2 separate regions of the Bombyx mori genome follow, and region 2 is linked to region 1. The links are chromatin contacts, called in public Hi-C maps. All regions are on one chromosome and are shown on one strand. The core of a region is the stretch at or near the end of the contact, and the rest is flanking DNA. Distances in the headings are between cores, read along the strand shown.

Region 1 (6,984 bases), core at 3,493-5,992:
ACATCAGGTGGGCTCTGAGCTCGTCCACTCATCTAAGCAATAAAAAAAAAACTTCAGTGGTATATTGATACCGTCGCTTTTTGGCGGGAACACAAGGTGTGATGTTGTGCGATTTGTTTTATTTTGTCTGTTTAGTGTTTGTTCAGGTTTAAAAGTGTAATAACGGTGGTTTATTAACTGCTTAGTATCTTTGAAAGTCATGAAAATGCACAAATGTGGAAAAATGAAACAAAGCCGCTGGACGTAACTTCTCGGGATCCTCCAAAAAGTCCATTGAAAAAATCTTAATAAGCGATCACCATTTTACTGAGATTATATTTCATCCCATATTGTCTCATCTCATTTTATTTAATTTCATCGCAGTTAATTAATTTCTCAAATTAATCATTTTCATTTCTGTTGGAAGGTTAAATTTGAGGGGATTGGGTTCTGTAGGTGATGAGGGGCTATTTAAAAACACAACTGCTTCATTATAATTATATTGCAGATTGCTGGAACACTTTTACACCATTATACAATTATTATTTTTATATTTTTTATAAAACTATTTCATGATTCTCTTGCCGTGTCTAGATGAGAAGTACTGACATTTTCTTACGAGAATACAATGATCTGTTTTTTTAAACATTTAAAATAATTCTAATATTCGAAATCTAATCAAGTGTCAAGTGTTGCCTGCCATTACATTTAATATACAAACTCCAACAATTTCATTTCATTTCACTCCATATTATCATATTTTATAAAAATAAATTAAATATAAATTAAAATAAGACATGACTTAAAGGTCTTAGCTACCAGGTCATAAAATCCCTTAAAAAAAATTAAAGCAACGCTGGCAACATTCTTTCACTTTGTTTTGACAACTTGATTGTTCAAAATGGTTAGTATTGGGATTGGGAATATTTATAAAAATCTCTGTAATCTAATTACAAATGTGGAATATATTTATCTTAATTTCATGATTGATGTTTCAGTCGGCCCATAAGACGTTTATTATTAAGCGCAAATTGGCCAAAAAGCTGAAACAAAACAGACCCATTCCTCAGTGGGTAAGGATGCGCACAGGAAACACTATTCGGTAAGTAATTATTCAGTTCTTACAACAGCACCAATTAATTACCTATCCAAAGTGCAGAACATCTTATTTATTCATATTTTATTACATTATTATCATTATTTAATAATTTTAACATTAATTGTTTGGAGGTTAAGTATGCTGGTAAATATAAAACCAGGTGTTTAGATCTGCCGCACAGATAGAAAATTTTCCATTTTATTGTGTAGAAGTATGTAGTACTGGACTCTTGCTTTTTAATTTATTAATTTAATTCGTATTTCGTGTTTTCGGTTTAGTTCTCTATCTATCTATCTATCTCTTAGGTTTATGGCGTTTCCTTTTAGATTTCGCCAATGTCAAGTGTATTTAATCCTCTGCTTTCTATAGCGGGCTTCGTGAACGAGCAAGGTTTAGTTTTTAGTTCTCTTGGTACAAATTGAGTAATATAAAGTCACTATTCTGACAAAATAAACAACCGGTCTGAAAAGTTGACTTGCGTGTTCTACTGCTATAAAATAGGTCTCGGCAGCAACATTAGGTACCTACCTACATCAAGAACTAAACCTGCAGTCTTAGAAAATGAGTTCACTAAGATTGGACTATATCCCAGTAGGTAAATATTTATGAGTGACACACATGATTGAACAAAGTGCTCAGTCTGGTGACTAGAAAACTCTTCATTAATAACTTTTTATTAATTTCATTAATAAGTACCTAGCTTTCTTATGTTAAATGTGTTGTAAAAAAGACTAAAAACAATATAATGAAATCATTTTATTTTCCAAATCCATTTACTTAAAGTTTCAATTTCTTGATCAATCTGACAATTTAAGGTGCATTTAGGTTAGTAATTATGCTAGGAGGTCAATAAGCGAATATCCAGACACTGCTGCTTTTTTGGCGTAATTAAATGTATCTTGTGGTTGCTTATTTTGATCTGATATGGAAACTACTTTTTTACCTAAAATAGGGAATAGAAAAAATCCAAATACTAAAAAAACGATTCTGAATAATATGGTTGTTGCTGATATAAAACCTGAAGAGTAGAAAGAATAACCTTTCACCTGTTGAAGTGCTAAAACAATTAAAATGACAATCGAACCCTTCGGAATCCGGGTGGGTGCTCAATAGACGACAGACGATGATATAAAGATACCTTAGTTCTTTCTGTGTTCAAAAAGCCTTAAATATCAAGAAAGGATCTTTATAGACAATTAACAATATTAACAATTGATGATATAATTATAGACAGCAGTTTCGGTTTGAAGGGTGGGGCAGCCGTTAACTATACTGAGACCTTAGAACTTATATCTCAAGGTGGATGGAGCATTTACGTAGTAGATGTCTATGGGCACCAGTAACCACTTAACAACAGGTGGGCTGTGAGTTCGTCCAACCAAGTAGTAAAAAAAAAATTGCACATTATTCCAATGACAAAGAATGTCCTTGGCAACCATGTCCACAAAAATTGGTATTTAAAATAACAATTAAAATTAAAATATGAAATGTGAGAAAATAATATTAATATAGTGTAAACACTATATAACGACACTGGAGGGACTATGCATTTTATGGCATCATAGGATGCTATCATTAAATGGAAAGAAGAAAAATCAGAATTATAAAAAAAACTTTATTTCAAACTATTGTAGTGTTAGTAATTATGTACATAAAAACAATCTTATTTGAACACAGGTTGTTTTGCCTGACTTCTTACTGTCCCAGTAATTTTATTGTACTTTTTTACTTATTTTATTCATATCTTACGATATTGAGGCAACTGATAAACAAAGTACTTTGCCAATACTTTAGCTGGTTCAAAAGTTTTAATGCTCATTGGAGGCTCAGGATCATCTTTCTCATCTTCTTCATCCAACAATTATTACTTAATTGTGGTTGTTATTGAGAGGGTGTAATGCTATATAGAGTGTATCATGGTATGGGAGACAAGCTAAACCCACCAAAGCCAAGGGAATTGGACGCTTTAGGCCCTTAGGGAATTAGTCATTAAATCAAGTGACTTCACATGGAGTTACTGTAGTAATTTTAGTTGTGTACAACTCACGATAACTGAAAAATACTAGTGACAAAGAAGGATTTATAATTCAATCACATTGACAACAAATTAGGATTAAAATTTTCAGTACACATCCATTTCTATTTAAAAATAGTTCAGTATTTTTGCTCCTCTGTTTGTCAAGGGAAACTCTTAAGTGATTACTGACAGATTTAGCATTTAAATTTTTTTTGTATAGGTCAAAAGAGAAAACTGAAAACCAAAATTAATCTTAATGTTATAACTATGTTATAATGACTATGATAATAATGGTTTTAATTTGGATCATCTACCTAATATTAGTTTTAGTGCATGACTATATAGCTAAATATGTGACATTAAACTTTAATAATACATGTTATTATGATTTTAATATGAATGCATTTCAATCGTTTTTTTTATTTCAGATATAACGCTAAGAGGCGTCACTGGAGAAGGACAAAGCTCAAGTTGTAAGCTTGTGAATGTGTTAAATGTAATCTAATAAAAACCCTGTAAAGTCAAAAGTCAAATTTTATTTAAACCTTTACTTTTAGTATTTTTTAGAAATATTACATAGATAGATTAACAATGTTTTTTTTTTGTTTGGTTTATATCAATTTAGCTGCTATTAAAGACACTGAAACTAACAAAATTGACAAAAAAGTAGTGGACGTCTTTTTTCAAACGAGGTATAAGGAATTTCTAGCAGTAGGCGGCGGCTTGGCTTTGGTATTGCTAATACTTACAAGTGACTGACTATTTACTATCGTGTAGACTGCTCGTCCACAAAGAATTTAAAAAACATTAAATAGGTATTTAAAAATAGATTAAATATAATAATATAAGATATAATGATTACCTGCCTATGTACGAAGTTCTGGTGAACAATAAAAGCCTTTTTTTCGGGCAGAGGCCCTCTATAGGGGTCGCACACGGTATGTGGGACTTGACGGTCGGCAGATTTTGAAAGCGGACCGCGGGCCCAAGGATGATGCCTACCCACCAACCCCCACCATACGTCCGATCTCCGCCCGAGGTCAGAACCCGGGTAGAGTAGACGAGTTTCCGTGGTCAATACTACAACACGACTCGCGGCACTATCCTGAGAACACTTGACTGACGGGTCGTCAAGGCGATCGTCGACGACCAACGACGCCGGTCCCCACGGTACACCGTCAGGTCCCTGGGCGGTGCAGCTGGTGTTCTAGAACCAACTTTCCAGATCGGAACGCGATACACCCTCAACCGGGTTGCCCTCCTACAGCACACCCAGCGACGACGGTAACGCGGACCACAGCCGCCGACGCGTCGTCCCATCCTCCTGGTGCCAGCGCGCTAGCTACGATAGTGTGCGGCGCAGCCTTGACCCCCTCAGGTCGCGCAGCGAACATCACCGGGGAAAAAGAGCTCTGTCTCTTTCTGCGAGATGGTGGACTCTCTGAAGTCGAGTATCGCCTACCAGGACTTGTTGGGGCTACCGTGGTCCTACCTTCGCGACGAGAACACGGCACTGCTCCGCGAAAGCGGGAAGACCGCGAGCGCGCGTGCTCCGCCATGTCCTCGTCGTAGTCATTGCAGTGATGGCATCTGTTCCCTCCGGGCGAAGAGAGGCGGCCGAGGAGATATATAAGACCTGCTTTATGTACTAGTAGAAATATATAAAGTGTATAATCTATGACTAGTATTGAGTCTAGTCTCTAGGTGTAGTCTTGAGCCGCGACGCAGATTATTTCGGCTGATTTCTTACGGCGAAGTAGTCGTTTGTGGTCGAATGCAAATAAGACTTCAATCACTTGTCAGAAATCTTATTTAATTTGGCAAAATGCTAAAAATCATTTCAAAAAATTATATAATGATAATTCAACTTGCCTAAAATTAAAGACGAAGCATTAGCGAATTTGAAAAGCCGCTTTGTTTCAATACTAGGTCAAATGTTACTGTTTTTTAGGCAGAATTAAAAACAGGTACATAATAAAGCAATAGTTTGGTATTTATTTTAAATAATTGTATTAACACTAGCATTTATTGCTTGTACTTGCAGTAAAGGTTTAGCAATATCACAATTTATAATACTGAAAGGCTCAGAACGCCAATTTCATTCCCATGTAAATATGAGACTTATACTATGTCAAGTTGTGTCTTCTTTTGACCCATTTATATGGTTCTCTTCTTTCTTCAACGCTCCTGATTGGATTAGTAGGTCTTCTAACAATAGATCATTGTCTAATATTTCACCACTGCCTGTGCGCTGAAATAAATTAAATATATATATATATATTTTATCAATGCCAAGTGCGTTTTTATTAGACTTGTGAAGTTTAATACTGTTTTTTAATTACCTGTTGAGCACTAACAGACCGAGCCATTAGTTTCTGTAAATATTTATCTCTTCGGTGCTGCTCTCTTATACTTCTGAGCCGGTTGAAGTCATCTATATCGGGTTCTTCCTCCCCATCCACATCATCGACTGAAAGGAGTAAGTAAGAAATAGGCTTTAATCGAAACAATTTAATACTATTCATGTTTTTTTTTTAAATATTCTGAATACCTACAAATACGAACCATAGATTTTTTTATCGGAACTCACTGACATGCCTCATTAACAATACCAACTCGATCGCGGTCGCGTTATTTGCTATATAATACTATATATGATATAACAACATACATATTTTATCGCCGGATCTTTAAACTATTGTGTTGGGTGACGTCTTATGACTGGTAGCCATTTGACACTCCAGCTGTGAGCTTGTTAAACCATTCATACATTGAAACCAGCGTTATCCAAATTGATGCCTACGAATTTTATACACATAATCGCGCCATTATTTTTATAATTAATTCAATGAGATCATATTCACGCTTTTTTCCTATCCTATTGTACCCGTGCTTGCATAATTATAATACGTCTAATAATAGTAAACGTTCGCTATCGTAGGACACCACTACAAAACGCAGACGTGTATTTTTTATTTTTTATTGCTTAGATGGGTGGACGAGCTCACAGCCCACCTGGTTTTAAGTGGTTACTGGAGCCCATAGACATCCACAGCGTAAATGCGCCACCCACCTTGAGATACAAGTTCTAAGGTCTCAAGTATAATTACAATGGCTGCCCCACCCTTCAAACCGAAACGCATTACTGCTTCACAGCAGAATTAGGCAGGGTGGTGGTACCCACCCGCGCGGACTCACAAGAAGTCCTACCACCAGTAAGAAGCAGCATTCTTGGTAAATCCCTTAGATCAGAGTACCGCGGAAGTCTATAAGGGTCCGTTCACATAGACCGGATCGTATACGTTGAGAATTGGCCGGAGCGGAGCCGCCAACTATTTTACATAGACCGGCTGGAAGAGATCTGAAAGCGGTTGCGCTCGGGTCGGCTACGAGAGCGAGAAAGAGCGCGCAATCGGAGCCGATCGGCTCTTATTATTTCACGCGCAACGCATTCAAGCATTCTTAATGACAAAAATGTGCACATGCAAAAATAAACTTTACTACCATTACTCAAAACTATGTTTCGAACGTGATAAAAATCTGCTATTCTTTTTTGGTGGCGAACTACGACCCATGAGGTCATATGATCCGTGAAGTCTACTAATCATGTCCGCATGTCCGTCATGTTCAACGCGTTCGTAGTTCCTGCATAACAGTACACTTGGAATGGAAATGGAACTGTCTGAACATGTTAATTTTGACAACTCGGATTGAATGATATAGTTCCATATGAGAACATAGTTCCAGGAACTATTTCGGTCCGGAACTACGCATGTCTAGTCTGAAGATACGCACTGAGTGTCTGGCTGCCGGCAGCGCTGAGCGAGGCGCCGACGTCGCTGTCGAGACGCGGCCGCCGCTCGTCGTCGATGTCGGCGAACGAGCCCCG
Region 2 (7,042 bases), core at 1,163-3,662, 40 kb after region 1:
TACCCCATGATTTGTAAGCGGAGTAAAATGTCCCTTCGGAACAAGGTGACACTTTACAAAACTTGCATAAGGCCCGTCATGACTTACGCGAGTGTGGTGTTCGCTCACGCGGCCCGCACGCACATAGACACCCTTCAATCTCTACAATCCCGCTTTTGCAGGTTAGCCGTCGGAGCTCCGTGGTTCGTGAGGAACGTTGACCTACACGACGACCTGGGCCTCGAATCTATACAGAAATACATGAAGTCAGCGTCGGAACGGTACTTCGATAAGGCTATGCGTCATAATAATCGCCTTATCGTAGCCGCCGCTGACTACTCCCCGAATCCTGATCATGCAGGAGCCAGTCACCGTCGACGCCCTAGACACGTCCTTACGGATCCATCAGATCCAATAACCTTCGCACTAGACGCCTTCAGCTCTAGGAGCAGGCTTAGGGACCTCGGTAACCGTACTCGTCGAACTCGACAAAGAGTTCGCCGTGCAACCTAACCCATGAATCAGCTCGCTGAGTTTCTCGCCGGATCTTCTCAGCGGGTCGCGATTCCGATCCGGTAGTAGATTCATTCGCGAAGCAGCTGCTCTTGAGCTGTTAGGTCTCCTTCGGAGGCGCTCGGGTAGCTGTTAGCAAATCCCACCCCTCCTGGCTGAGCCTTTGCTCGCCCACCTGTCCTGGTGAAACTGGAAAGGCCTCCGGGCCACCAGTAATCCTTCAAACATAAAAAAAAAAAAAAAAAAAAAAAAAAGCTCTGGCATCTCGACATATATAAGTCGAATTATTACATTCCTGCAGTGGTTCTGAAAGGATGTGTCCCTGACCTGACACCTGTGTTATCACTTTTTTAACGCCTCTCTTATAACACTAACAGGGGTATGGTGTAGAAGAACACCCATGACCACACTATCCACAAGAAGTGTGACCAGTTCAACTCCTCAGGCTATAGGCCTATTTTGATAATCCCCATTCTTTCCAAGATGATGGAGTGAATAATAAACACAACTTCTGAAGTATCTTAAGGTTCACCAGATGATGAGTGACCAACAATATAATTTCTTTCACGAATGCTCAGTTGGAGATCTTTTTGTATACCTTACTCACAGGCTGAAGCCTAGAGAGCAATGGCAAAGCTGTCACTGTTAGCCTCAATATCATTAAAGCTTTTGATAGGGTCTGGCATAAGGCATTTTTGTCAAAGTTAACAAAAAGTTAGAAGTCGTCGTGGCCTAAAAGATAAGACGTGTATGGTGCATTCGTGTTCAAGCGATGCACTGATGTTCGAATCCCGCAGGCGGGTACCAAGTTTTCTAATGAAATACGTACTCAACAAATGTTCACGATTGACTTCCACGGTGAAGGAATAACATCGTGTAATAAAAGTGAAACCCGCAAAATTATAATTTGCGTAATTACTGGTGGTAGGACCAGTTGTGAGTCCGCGCGGATAGGTACCACCGTCCTGCCTATTTCTGCTGTGGAGCAGTAATGCGTTTCGGTTTGAAGGGTGGGGCAGCCGTTGTAACTATACTGAGACCTTACAACTTATATCTCAAGGTGGGTGGCGCGTTTACGTTGTAGATGTCTATGGGCTCCAGTAACCACTTAACATCAGGTGGGCTGTGAGCTCGTCCACACATCTAAGCAATAAAAAAATTAAAAGTTAACAGTTTACACAATCCCTGAAGTACTCAGCAAGGGGATCGCTAGCTTTTTGCATGGGTGGAGCATAATAGTCATCATTGATATCTGCTGCTATGATACCTAATCTGGCTTAAGGCCATGTTTTCCCCACGTTTTTCATCCTATATATCAATGACATGCTATTTATTGATGGCATGCATTTCTGTGGAGATGACAGCATGGGGGCTGCATGACAAATTTACCATCAGTCTTTCCAGAGCATGTTGCAAGAGAGACAATTAAAACTTGTGTCTAAATTAGAGAACTCTGGTTAGAATCTCTGCCTGGGCTGAATTAAATTTATTTCAATTCAACTCATTGAAGACATAGGTTGTGCATTGTTTACTGCCAAAAAGGACTTTTGTCACAATGCTGAAATTCATGTGTTCAAATTCATTTGTGCGATTTCAAATATCACAATCATTTGGAGGGCAAAACCAAGTTGGTGTAAAAGAAATCCGGGAGTCCTGTACAGAGCGAAGAATATTCACCCCTAGACAAATACTTTTACTTAACATAGCACAAGTCCAGCTTTGTGTAATGTAATGCTCCTACCTCTGGCTGGGGCTCCTAAATACTAGCTACTGACATTTCTCTCCATGCAGAAAAGAGCCATTCAGACTGTTGATAACCTTGTTTTCACTGATCATTTGGAAACTGGATCCTATGGAGGGACTTCAATTCTCTATAGGTTTTGTACTGTATGTTCCATGGGGAGTGTGCAGAATTGTTTGAGATGATCCCATTTCATTTATGCCTAAGCACCGGCTGCTACTAGTGCAGAGTCATCCATACTACATAGAACCCCTGCATTTATCCGCATTGTGTTTCTAGAGATCTTTTCTGCCACTTACCATTCGGCTTTGGTATGAAATTACCTCCTCGGTGCTTCCTGAGAGCTATGGCATGTCGTTCTTCAAACAAGGCTTGTGGAAAGTACTCAGTGGTAGGCAGAGACTTGACATTGTTGACGTCCGTTAACGATGGTAACTACTTATCATTAGGTGAATCGTATGCTGTTTAAAAGGGCAATAATAAAAATGAAATAATCAAAACTTTTGAAAATTTGGTTCATTTGGTAATAAACCACTACTCAATTTGTAAACAATATGTATCAAAATGAAGTGTCCTCATTTTTAACATCAGATTGAAGATGTTAAAAAACTGCTTGTTGAAGATGCTTGTTATTGACAGTTTTTTAAGAAAGCAAAACTACTTGTATTTGATTTATATCTAGATCTGATAGTAATAATGCCATTATTTATATTCTAACATGCTTGTTTAGACTGATAGACTTTGCATTTAAACAACACTTCAAGTCTATTATTTTGACTCTAGCATTTTAGCTCTCAGCTCTAAGTGTTGATTTAATTTACAGAATTGCTACTTATACTGTGGACACTCAAATCAGAGAACTTTTGACGAAACAATGTGCTGCTGATGAATCTTTATGTTGTAAGAATAAAAGTAAAAGAAGTGAAAAATTGGATCCTGTTAAGAAAAAAGAAGAAAATGGCCCTAAAAAACAAACACCTGTACCCATAATATCAAAAATTCCTCCTACTATACAGGTAATTCCATCTGGGAAATGGATGGATGTTTTTTATCAATAAATTCCACATTACTCACATAATATATGTATACCTTTTATTATTGACTTAAATTCACAGATCACACAAACCTATCAGGTTTGAAGCTATTATTATGGATCCTATGAACATAAAATGAAATTTTTAATTTTTTTATTGCCCCAGCAGGCAAGCGAGCATACGGTTCACTTGATAGTAAGTGGTTACTGTCGCTCATGGACGTCAACATTGCCAGGGACAGAGCCAAGCCGCTGCCTATTAGCATAATGTTATCACTATTAGTGATAACACTATGCCATTACCTTTTAATGGTCTCTAAAATGAAGGTGTTACTGTGTATTTTAGTTTAAATGATTGAAATAGTATTTATTAACAGGTGAAAAAATTTGCATCAATAAACTTGGATGAAACACCAAAGCAAGAAAAAAAACCTATAAAGAGACCAATAAGTCCTAAGAATAAACCAGTTATTGTTAAAAATCCAATTCCAATAGCTACATCAGTTACAAGACTTTTGCATCCATTAAATATTGGACCTCCAATGAAGAAGTTGAGGGTAAATAATTACATTAGTACATATTTATAAAGGGTGTTTTTATAGAGGTATAGAACTAAATGGAAAAAAAAGATAATTTTTTAAATTGCCATGAAATTCACTTTATTCGAAAGATAATCTTTTGGCATTATAATTTACATATGACTTCTGGCATATGACCGCCACGTCTGACTCGGACATAGTCTAATCTGGTGGTCCAATTTTCGATGAATTTTTCCAATATTTGTAGTCTTATATACATATATATATATTTTATTGCCTTTGACATATCGACAATTACGCGGTGAATGTTGTCCTCCGAGTGGTCAATCGTTCCGGGCTTATCGGCGTAGACTACAGACTTTACGGTCAGTCACCATTTACTAACATTCTGACCAGCATCGTTTTTTTTTTACAGCTTAGGTGGACACGAGCTGATCTTAAGTGGTTACCGGAGCCCATAGACTCTACAATGTAAATGCCAATGTAAATTATTTTTTCCAAGTTAAAGTTTCATACCTCTATAAAAAACACCCTTTATAAAGGAATAGAACTATACATAAAAATGATAAAAAGTGGAAGTTTGCTTAAGATCATGTCATCTCTTAACCATTGCAAGACATACGTAGCTGTGTTCTAAAAAATAATATAATGAAGGAACAAAATTGTGTAATAAGAATACAACTCTGAAATTAAAATTTGTGTGATTAATGTACAATTGACACAGATTAAGATGATAAGATTTTCAAGATGGGTTACATTCACTCGTTATTACATTCACACACATTCGTTCGTTTTGAAAAAAGATCTTCGACGTTCGCACGTGAATTGTACTTCAAATGAGTCCCAGGTAAAACGCCTCAACAGGAAATAGGAGTCTTCTTGTCGACCATATTATAGCTCAATTATAGATAACATCCATAATACGTTAAAGTCAACTACAATTTGTAATCCTAAGTCTGAAAGTTTCAATCATACTTCTTAAGCTTCTAAATTCGTAAAATGCCACAGGATCATTACATACACTTCACATTTATATTATGTACATTTTATCTAACCTATACAAAGCCAAATCAAATGAAATATACCATGTACTCATCTCTACTTACCAGGATAAGTGCAAGAAAATTATGTGTAAACTAATGAAATCAAATCTAGAGAAATTTAAATTGCCTGTTTCAGATTGCAAGTCCAATGATGGGCACCATTAGATATGTGAATGATACCAGAATGCAGTCTTACCAACGATTAAGGCCTAAAGCTCCCATCAATATAAACAATTTCAATGGTTTTAAAAACACAAATCCAATATTCAATCCGATCAGTACAAATTCTTTTCACAATAGCATGGAAAACATGGTCGCCAATGACAACATCAACTTATCTTTGGATAATTTGACTCAGGTATTTCATTCTAAATCCTTAAGTTTTTGATAATCGTAGTAAACCGTGAGGGGTCGTTCTGAAGCGGAAACTCCAATAAAAAACTGAAAATAACCATACAGACTTGTAATTTTGTTTATCGTGAAGTGCTTAATGTAGATTACATATGGTAATCTATTACATACAATAATACAAAATCGTTTTTTAAATATTAATTAAATGCCGCTCAAGTCATGACTGGTCATGTGATTAATTGGTGCGAGTATTTTGGTTTCATATTTTTTTAGTAATTCGCGATATAACCATTGAAAAACATGTACTTCTGAATGAATTTTAGGGCTTGGACATGTCAGCAGCTGCCGCTCTACTGTCAGCAAATAATTCTCAAAATGATGATGTTGTTTGTACACCGGATCTTCCTATGGAATCTTTGAATGAGGTAAAATAATTTGACTGTTCTACTCTAATGTTTTACTTGTAGGGTGTCTTGTAAGCCCGCACAGGTAGGTGCGACCTTGTCTATGTCTCCATGGACACAGTAAAGTATTCTGGTTTAAAGGATTGAATGGTTATTATACTTATAATTAAGACTTAGACTTAGATCATGTCTCAAGATCGGCAGCATCCTCGTTGTGATATGACTTACGGCAACCACATAACATCAGGTGGGTAAAGCGATCTCAATCATCCATTGATATCGTAAAAAATTTAATTAAAATTAGTTTAAAGATGAATTGAATCACTTTATTTTTGGACTGATTTTTTTATCTTGTTTTACACAAGATTACAAAAATACACTACGTATTATTAAGTTCTTAAATAATTATCAAACGTTTCTTGGGTATTGCGATCATTGAATCCTTTCAGCAGACTTTTTCATGTAGTCATCCTGCTGTGTGTGTTTCCGGGACGCCCAGTAATTGAATTCGGATCTTAGTAAGCTCTACTACTAGTGTAAGGCCGACCGAAAGTATCTTATCCTGGGCAATTTGTTTCCCCATATATTATGCAACATGGGGTAAATTTATTATTGCTTAAGAAAGGGCAACCTCTGTATCTTTTAAATTTTTTCATCTAGGCATAAATATTTTATATTGAAATCTAACAATATTTTCTAAAATAAGATCTAATTTAAATATCATATGAATTGAGTTTGTTTATATTTATCAAAAATAATTGACAGTTTATAATAACGTGGTAATTTCTAGGTTAATGAAGATAACGACGATGACGTCGAATGTATAACTCCTGGACCTTCAGAGGCACCCAAAACATACAAATTTCAGCATCCCCCACCTCTAGTGCCTTGCGGGAATAATAGTGCAGTGTCTTTATCGTCAGATAATATAATTCAAATGACCGAAAACGACGTCACAGTGAATGCGTTAACAGGCGGCTTGAAGTTTCGGGTTGACCCTCAAACTTTGTCTTCAAATAAAATGTACAGGTTACCGGATGGCCGCGTGTTTGCGATAAACATAAATCCAAAAATGCCCGGTGGCTATTCCGCAACTATTGTAGCTGTAACTGATAATACTAATAAAGCCACACAAAGTAAAGGTACCACATTTGCCGCTAAATTGAGTTCCGTTTCGACTCCGCAATGCTCTTCCCCTGTTACGCCAAAAGCACGAAGAAGCCAACGTCGATCTTCGTCATCAAAACGTAGTTCTACCAAATCTAAAACAACTCGCCAGTCGTCGAGGAAAAGTAGCAGAATGTGTGATTTGAATGTTCCGGTAGAATGGTACAGATATAATCTTATAGACGCAGTTGATGCCTTAGAATACTCATTAAACAGACTACAAAAATTAAAAAAGGAAGCCACAACTATGTATCTTCGAACTAGGACTATTA

The links. A called contact is a pair of places that touch in the nucleus more often than the background predicts.
Region 2: a contact with region 1 is called in a Hi-C map of midgut, with 2.6 times the contacts expected there. The contact joins two enhancer-like sites. A contact is called at or near these places in 2 of 7 Hi-C or Micro-C datasets (midgut and whole pupa).

Annotation. Positions count from the first base shown.
Region 1 is chr13:9,155,884-9,162,867 of ASM3026992v2, forward strand. It overlaps RpL39 (ribosomal protein L39), which reads left to right and starts at 867. Exons shown (of 3, transcript NM_001043786.1): 1 at 867-883; 2 at 978-1,081; 3 at 3,524-3,622. The coding sequence starts at 881. The coding sequence ends at 3,572. It overlaps LOC101739787 (bestrophin-4), which reads right to left. Exons shown (of 13, transcript XM_062671806.1): 11 at 6,891-6,984; 12 at 5,438-5,565; 13 at 5,068-5,346. The coding sequence ends at 5,227. Within about 2 kb of position 4,743, at least 7 of the 8 cell types and tissues checked have open chromatin away from gene starts, as enhancers often do.
Region 2 is chr13:9,198,044-9,205,085 of ASM3026992v2, forward strand. LOC101739643 reads left to right here. Exons shown (of 9, transcript XM_004927792.5): 5 at 3,057-3,249; 6 at 3,644-3,823; 7 at 4,985-5,206; 8 at 5,523-5,624; 9 at 6,394-7,042. Among protein-coding and RNA genes, the nearest start is that of LOC101739643, 9.4 kb to the left of the region's middle. Within about 2 kb of position 2,413, at least 1 of the 8 cell types and tissues checked has open chromatin away from gene starts, as enhancers often do.